Linked DNA regions of Mus musculus: all the other regions are linked to region 1. Evidence: chromatin contacts called from public promoter capture Hi-C data. All regions are on one chromosome and are shown on one strand. Each heading gives the region's core, a stretch centred on a gene start, on an enhancer-like site or on the middle of the called end of the contact. The rest is flanking DNA. Distances are from core to core; before and after follow the strand shown. Region 1 overlaps Map3k5 (mitogen-activated protein kinase kinase kinase 5). Region 2 overlaps Map3k5 (mitogen-activated protein kinase kinase kinase 5). Region 3 overlaps Map3k5 (mitogen-activated protein kinase kinase kinase 5).

Region 1 (2,638 bases), core at 84-2,583:
GCAGGAGGATTTCTGAGTTCGAGGCCAGCCTGGTCTACAAAGTGAGTTCCAGGACTGCCAGGGCTACACAGAGAAACCCTGTCTCGGTGGCAGTGGTAGAGTGGGGGGTTAGGGGGTGCTCAGCATGGAAGTCTGAAGTCAGCATCTGAGCTAAGAAGTGATGTGTGAGCATTTCCCTGGGCGGATGAACAACGAGGCTGCATGGGGCATCTGTAGGCAAGTGTTGAATGCGAGCATTTAAAACCACTCGCTGCTCACTGAGCAGCACGGACCCCAGAGCAAAGCAACGTCTGGGAAGGCTGAGAATGAGCCTTGCTTGCCAAACCAAGGAGATGGACTTCACCCCTCCCCTGTGATGACTATTAACCTGGGCTGATTTGAGGACTTCTACAGGAAGCAAAGGTCAGGCTTGTATTTTAGAAAGATCAGTGCGGAGATGCTGTGTGTGTGTGTGTGTGTGTGTGTGTGTGTGTGTGTGAACTAGGCAATGAAGACCTGAACATGAAGTCCTGTAAGAGGCCACAAGGGCCTTATTATGGCAGGCAGCTCCTGGGATGTGGCCAGTGAAAGCCTGGACTCGGACCTGCTCTAGGAAAGGACTTTCTCTACCTGGTTGAGAACCTTTCACCACATTGACAACCACACGTGACACAGACTAGAATTAGCATCAGTTTTTAAAATAATCTCAAATGCAGAAGGAATCTTATCTCTACCGTACTGCTGAGACAATAATGAGACTTGGATATCTTCCAAAGACAGCCTGGGATTTACAAAACACACATATGGGAAGACACTCCAATGTGTCTACCACACCAGGAGTGAATGGGAGTGAAATCCAAGAATAAGGATTCCCAGACAGAGACTGGATCATGAAAGAAACAAAGCGCTCGGGTTTGGAATGGCGTCCAGAGACGCTGAGATGAACATGTGGTCTCGGGTCCAGGGTGAGGCACAGAGTATGGTCTATGTGTGCACCGTATGCAAGTGATGATGGTTGGGCTGGTCAATGTGTAGGAAAAGCTTAAGTGACTTCAGCAAAGTCACCATAACTTTTAATCCAATAGCTTCCTTTGTGAAAATTCTGTTTTTTCCTATAGGTTCTGGATATTAGCCTCAAAATCAACAAAATATCCCATATGCTATAAAATTCAATAACAGTACGAGGCTGTTTTTTAGACTGTACAAGTGCACGGGAGTTGATTACCACGCTGGTGTCTTCAGTCTGAACAGCTTCTCGGATGCCTGAATGACCCTGAGGTGGTCGTTGGCCAGGACACTGGCTCCCAGAAAAAATCCGACTTCCCAGTAGCTCTGGAGTTTTTCCAAGTTCCCCTTTTTACCCAGAAGGCTACTCAGCTTCACTCCTAGTAGAGGAACAGGAAACAGAGAGTTACAAGGCAGTGCAGACGTTTCATTTAGATGCACAATTAAGTCTTCATTGCCCTTAAAGATCACGATAGCTCTACGTTTCTGATTACTGAGGACGCTGGGCTGGTCTGAAGATGCTTGGCCTAGGGAGTGGCGCTATTAGGAGGCGTGACCTTGTTGGAGGAAGTGTGTCACGGCGGAGGTGGTTTTTGAGACCCTCGTCCTAGCTGCCTAGAGGACGGTCTTCTCCTAGCAGCCTTCAGATGAAGATGTAACTCTCAGCTCCTCCTGCACCATGCCTGCCTGGGTGCTGCCATGCTTCCTGCCATGAAGATATTGGACCGAACCTCAGAAAGTATAAGCCAGCCCCAGTTAAATGTTGTCCACTATAAGAGTTCCCTTGGTCATGGTGTCTCTTCACAGCAGTGGAAACCCTAAGACAGACATAATGTCCTACTAAACAAAATGTACACAGAAGGTAAAAATTATCTCACAAAACTTGTATTCTTTTTTATGTACTTTTATGTGATTGAGTGTTTTGGGCCACATGAATGTATGTACCTGCCTGATGCCCTGGAGAGGGGGAAGGGGTCATAAGAGGAAGGTAGATCCTCTAGAACTAGGCTTGTGGATGGTTGTAGGCCACAGTGTGAGTAATGGGAGGTGAACCTGGGTCCTCTACAAGCACAAATGTTCTTACCTGCTGAGTCACCTCACCTACCCCAGCAAAAATTATCTTTAATTGAAAAATTCAATAGTCAGTTATATACCACAGTCTAGAATTTTTACATATCTATATGTGTATATAAGATGAGAAAATCCAGGATATTTTTGTGTAAGCCCCTTCCTTCTCTTGCTATATCCTGCATTATGAAATAATTTGAAAGGGGATTTTCTTGTGCTTTTTAGCATGGAAAACATGTGAGGAAACTGAAATACAGATGTGTGTTTGTATGTAATGGGTAGTGTATGTCTATATGCAATGTATAGGGTGTGTCTGTATGTAGATAGCCCTGAGTCAGTAATGTCCCCACTTTCCCTTTGTTATGCTGTGGAGGATTTACACGAGTGAAGTGAGCACCTCTCAGCTACATCGCCAACCCATTACGGTCACTGTCTAACAAGGCATGATAACATGATTTGTATTCTCCAACTGTTTTATTTTAACTGCCTTGTGTTATTTCGTGCATTGTATTGATTTGCTTAAAATATATCCATGTAAAACTGCTTAATACTATCAATATCCATTACGTTAAGAATTATTTGAGGC
Region 2 (2,638 bases), core at 74-2,573, 100 kb after region 1:
ATTTGTTAATGTTTACTCAGTACATCACACAAGCCCTCATAAACAGAATAAGGGCCTTATAAAAGACACGCCAGAGAGATACCATGTCTCCTTTGCAACCTGTGGCTATAATTAACAGACTCTGTCTGTGAGGAAGTGGCCCGCATCAGACACCAAATCTTCCAGTGCCTTGCTTGATCTTGGACTTCCCAGTCTGTAGAGCGTGAGAAAATCTTATCAGTTTATAAACCACACAGCCTACAGTATTTTCCTACAGAAGCCTGAACACACGATGGCAAATTCTTCAGAGAGTCACGTGTGAACAACAGAGACATAAGGAACAAGATGACCCTAACCAAAAAACACAAGTTGGCATTACCAAACAGTGGACTTAAACTGGAATACTGGGATAGGCAGGAAAGGACCCTCTGTAGGCTACGGTGCCAGAGGCTCACAGAATACTGACCATCAGGAGGCCGCTTGGTCCAGAAACTGCAGGAGGGAGATTCTAGGAAGGAAGGACTAAGAATCCTCCTGTTCCCTAAATTATTGGTTCCAGCAACCACTAGCACAGGAAAACTACAGGCCCTTAAGATGGGTGGTGGGGCCATGGGGAAAAAACATGCAGAGGATTTGGGAGCAGGAATGGAGAGAGACCCCTGAGAGCTATCTGCTCAGGGAAAGGCAGGAAGGGACAAGGCTGGGCCTGGTCACAGGGGGCCACAATGACCTCCAGGAACCTGTGTGGTGGACTAGCGAGTGTCCTTTCCATTGGTGGGGAGCCAACCAGGGGAGCTCAAAGCAGGGTACTGCTCTGAAGTTCCTTTCAGAGTACTGAGACCTGCTAGGGAATATAGGGAAGAAAGGCAGTCACCATGCACCCAAAGCTCCCTGTGCCAGAAACACCAAAGTATCTTTCAACCAGCCAGCAAATGTACCCAAAATTGAGAATTCCTAAGCAGGGTGTTTGTTCACAGCCCTATACAATTCAAGACAATTAAAGAAAATCACACAAATACCTTTAGTCTCTCATCTGGGGTGAGAATCTCTGCCTCAATTGGAGCGAGTGACAAAAATTAAGAAAGAAAAATACAGACTGACAGCCAGTCTGAAGAAAGAGCAGGAGAGGGAGAGGGAGTGGAGGTGGGGTGGAGTGGGGCGAGGGGAGGGGAACAGAAAAGCCCAGCTCTGACTTTGTGCGGTTCCAGCTAGAAACATATCCTGTTCACCAAATAGAAGACTCATGCTTTTCCCAAATGTAAACAGAACTCTCGATAGGACAGGCAGCCAAGGAGCGTCCAGTGTTTGCACATGACTCTCAGGTGTGCCCCAGCCAAAGATTAAGGAGGGGTTGGCTCTTGTTCCTAACTGCTCCAGCCTGCCACTGGATTGCACCAGAAATAAGGCGATGAGTGTGTGAGGATAAGGCTGGTGGGGAATTTAGATTACGAAAAATACTAAAAGAAACAGAAACTCAGCTGTTTCTAAAGCTGAAGGGGATGAAGCAGGGGAAGCCCTGACAAAAGAGCCTCCGGGACTCCATCTTTATCTGGAGACTGTTGGTGGCTGCAAACTCCTCTGGGAATGCAGTCTGCAGATTAGACCCGTCTAGGAAACACACACTTGCATCTGCACTTGACCCTCAGGGGAGGCCTCTCCTCACTCCCTGACTCCAGAGGCTTCTACCACCATTGCTACCCCAAGTTCTCTGGAAACCTACACCACCAGCTTTTGCTTTGCCTTTTTCATAGAGGGAGAATAAAGGTGGCAGGTGACAGACTAGCCCATTCCCCAGCGGGGATAAAGCAGTATATAGCAAAGATGGTTTTTTAAAAGGCAATAAACCCCACTCTTTTGCCTAAGTAGTTAGCTTAGAGCAGTCATTCTCAACCTGTGGGTCTCAACCCCTTGGAGGGTCAAATGACCTTTCCACAGGGTGGCCTAGGACTATAGGAAGATAAAAATATCTACATTACAATTCATTACAGTAGCAAAAGTATAGTTACGAAGTAACAATGAAAATAATTTTATGGTTTGGGGGTTACCACAACATGAGGAACTGTATTAAAAGGTCACTGACTTAGGAAGGCTGAGACGCACTGGCTTAGAGAAAGCACTTTACCTATAAATAGGACTTTTGCATGTTCGCCACCTTCCTCTCACACATCAGGCAGTGTGGATGACGGCCCTTTCACCTCTGTTCAACCATGTCACCCAAGCATGTTCAAACACAGGGAAAAAGGTCAACATAGAAGCAAATGTTCTTCCTACTTGAAAACATCACAGGTTTTGATTTTGGCAGCTCGATGGTTACTTTTAACTGTCAAGTTGACACAGCCTAGAATCTTCTCGGCACCAAGTTTCAAAGAGAGATGGTCTACATTGGATTTATCTGTGGAGAGTCTGTGAGAAACTGCCTTAATTAAGTTAATTGATGTGGGAAGACCCAGCCCACTGTGGAAGCAAGGGGTGCTGAACTGTGTAAGAATAGAGAAATTGCTAGTCATGGTGATGCACACTTTTAATCCTGGTACCTGCGGACAGGCAGGTGGATCTCTGTGAATTCAAGGGCAGCCTGGCTTACCATACTAAGTTCCAGGCCAGCATGATGGCAGAGTGAGACCTTGTCTGTTGTTATTATTGTTGCTGTGTTTTAAAG
Region 3 (2,638 bases), core at 53-2,552, 67 kb before region 1:
AAGACCTTTGCTCCGAGAGGCCTTCCCCAACATGCTTTGAACCCTGTGGCTCCCCTTAGTAGCCATCACTGCTGCCAGAAGTAACCAGTCTTTGGAGAAACAGCCGTACGCCCACGCTGGTCGGTAGCCAGGGCACATTTGGGCTGTGCCCAGATGGGGATAGGTTGAGGCGGTGAGAATCCTGCTGTTGGGAATTTTAATTGGACACTAAGGTGAGAGAGGGGCACGGAGCCATGGAATCTTAATCTCCGAGTCTGCCTGCAGAAAGGTCACAACCCAGGGTCGGGGTGCACCCAAGGACACGGGAGTAGATGCAGGGGAGTCGAGAATGACAATGGAAAGAGAAGAAGATAGAGCAGAGACGAGCAGCACAAGACGAACAGCAGCAGCCAAGCAAGAGCAAAGATGGAAGGAACCGTGGAGCTTTCTGTCTTCCGGACTCACACACCATGGTTCTCTAGGCCAGGCTCAGCTGGGTACCAGCCGGCTACCTCTCTCCTGGCTGTGTGTATCTATCAAAAGGTGTGCCTGGCCCTTCCATGGCCTTTAAAGTCAACTCCCTGTCGTAAAAGGGGCCAGGTTAGACACCACCATTGGAACCCCACCTTAACAACAACTGGGTAATCAGTTATAAAAAACAAACCAAGGAAACGTTCACATATTTAAATAGACCTCTCTTTCAAAGTGATTTTTATTTTATTTTATTTTATTTTATTTTATTTTATTTTAATGTGAGCAAGGCACACTGAGCCTGTAAAGAAAACCTAATCCTCATTAAACTTCAAGAATTTTTATTAAGCTAATTTCTAGTTCATACTGCATTTTCTAACTGTATTATTAAAATTAAGTTTCTCCACCAGGCCAATAAAATTCCCATCATTAGAATTCCATGAAAAATTTCAAAACACACCCTCACCTTCTCCACATATATTCTTGATTTGGGAGCTTGGTCCCCTGTTTAAGTTCTCATGAGAAAAGTCTAAATTGAAAGGCCTAAAGGCTGTCATTAAAGAAACATTTGAAAATTACACTGAGAACAATTACACTCTTTGTGTTTTTCTCATCACAAACTGAATGACAGCCAGAGGGAGGATTCACAGGCAACTTCCTAACACCGGGAAATATCAGGAGAGCGAACTGCTAGGAGAGCAAGCATTTATTTTTGACATCAGCTTTGTCTTTAAAGCAGCAGCAGCAGCAGCATGTTGCCTGGATGCGCGTGTGGCTGTCCTACACAGCACAGTCTCTACCCTGGGAAATGCTTCCCGTCCAGGCTACCACATCCGCTTAGTCATCATCATTTCTGCCCTAACTCCCGCCCCTCTGTGTCAGCTCATTCGAGGGCTTTCCTTTCTGAGACAGCATGTTCTGCAGGGTAAACCTGCCTCAGAACAATGGCAGCATTCGACAGTGAGCCTTTCCCACAAATTCAGCATTCACAGCTTTCCTGCAAAAGCCCTCTCTAGCCTTGTGTGCACAGGGGTGTGTGTGTGTGTGTTATATGCAGCTATGCACACATGTGAAGGCCACAAGCAGATATTGGGCTATCTTCCTCTCTTACTCGCTGCCTTATTACATCAATGCAAGGTCTCTCAATGATCTCCAAGGATCTTCCATCTCCCCTTGGGCTGGAGTTCTAGGCCTGCCCCGCCACACTCAGCTTTTTATGAGTGCTAGAGATTTGGATTTGAACTCTGCTCCTCGTTTTCACAGAAAGTGCTCTTGTCCACCGAACCCTCTCCCTAGTCTTTATTCCTTAAACTGTCAGCGATTTGTGAAAGGTGAGATACAGTTTAAAGAAGTTAAACTGTAATCAATAAAAACTGGGGCCAGGGAGACGGCTCAGTGGGTAAGAACACTCTCTTGAAAGCATGAGGACCTATCACTCGCGGAAAGAGGGGTCTTGTCTTCACTTGCCTGTAACCCCAGCATCATGAGGCAGAGACTGGTGGATCCCGAGAGTGCACTGGCCAGTCAGCCTAGCTGAGAGAGCAAGCTTCCGGGTCAGTGAGAGACACGGTCTTAAGGTTAGTAAGTCAGAGAGTAACAGAGGAAGACAAAGGCCAGCCTCTGACCTCCACGTGTGCATGCACCTGCACACTTGTGTGCATGCAACATACATCCCATAATATACTTCAGAACACACAACACACACATACGAGATACACACACCCAAAAATTAAAGCTTTTCATGGGTTAATAGACTAAGGACCTAACCGATAATCAATTCCCTTTGGGTTTGTTCTGTAGTGTAGAATGAAATGTAAATATTTCTCTAGAAAGGTTTTAAAACATTAAGAAAATAATGTCTACATAGAAAGGATTGTGATCAAGGTGCAGGATGTGAAACTCTCAGAGAATCAATAAAAACGTTATGTGTGGGGCGGGGGAGAAATTATTTCTCTCTGGTTGTGGAATAAAAAAAGAAACTAGGTAACTATTATTAGGTTGGTTGGCGGTAACAAGTTCGCATTTGTACAGTGTTTTTTATTTTGACCTAAATTTCCCATGACTCAGTGACTCCTGTCAGCAATGGCACATGAGTCTTTGTGAAGCAGCTCAGGCTCTGAGGAGGTCAGTATCTTACTCAGATGGCACAGCCTTGAAGTGATGGAGCCAGGACTCTGACTAAGGCAAG

What was found. Capture Hi-C pulls out chosen DNA fragments and counts their contacts.
Region 2: a promoter capture Hi-C map of adipose tissue shows a contact between it and region 1. The contact joins two enhancer-like sites. A contact is called at or near these places in 1 of 15 datasets of contacts at CTCF or cohesin (CD8 T cells), 8 of 484 Hi-C or Micro-C datasets (the AML12 cell line, bone marrow, bone marrow-derived macrophages and 5 more), 3 of 115 datasets of contacts at active chromatin or transcription factors (the HPC-7 cell line, acute myeloid leukemia and bone marrow-derived macrophages) and 3 of 9 other capture datasets (adipose tissue, liver and pancreatic islet).
Region 3: a contact with region 1 is called in a promoter capture Hi-C map of adipose tissue. The contact joins two enhancer-like sites. A contact is called at or near these places in 3 of 484 Hi-C or Micro-C datasets (bone marrow-derived macrophages, cumulus cells and embryonic stem cells), 2 of 115 datasets of contacts at active chromatin or transcription factors (fibro-adipogenic progenitors and pancreatic cancer cells) and 2 of 9 other capture datasets (adipose tissue and liver).

Annotation. Positions count from the first base shown.
Region 1 is chr10:20,055,201-20,057,838 of GRCm38.p6, reverse strand. Map3k5 (mitogen-activated protein kinase kinase kinase 5) reads right to left here. Exons shown (of 30, transcript NM_008580.4): 9 at 1,205-1,364. Among named protein-coding and RNA genes, the nearest start is that of Map7, 110 kb to the left of the region's middle. Within about 2 kb of position 1,333, at least 7 of the 459 cell types and tissues checked have an H3K27ac peak or open chromatin away from gene starts, as enhancers often do. A contact at or near this core is called in adipose tissue and bone marrow-derived macrophages, where this site is marked.
Region 2 is chr10:19,955,561-19,958,198 of GRCm38.p6, reverse strand. The region is part of intron 1 of Map3k5 (mitogen-activated protein kinase kinase kinase 5); the gene reads right to left. Among named protein-coding and RNA genes, the nearest start is that of Map3k5, 22 kb to the right of the region's middle. Within about 2 kb of position 1,323, at least 53 of the 459 cell types and tissues checked have an H3K27ac peak or open chromatin away from gene starts, as enhancers often do. A contact at or near this core is called in adipose tissue, where this site is marked.
Region 3 is chr10:20,122,240-20,124,877 of GRCm38.p6, reverse strand. The region is part of intron 23 of Map3k5 (mitogen-activated protein kinase kinase kinase 5); the gene reads right to left. Among named protein-coding and RNA genes, the nearest start is that of Map7, 47 kb to the left of the region's middle. Within about 2 kb of position 1,302, at least 129 of the 459 cell types and tissues checked have an H3K27ac peak or open chromatin away from gene starts, as enhancers often do. A contact at or near this core is called in adipose tissue and bone marrow-derived macrophages, where this site is marked.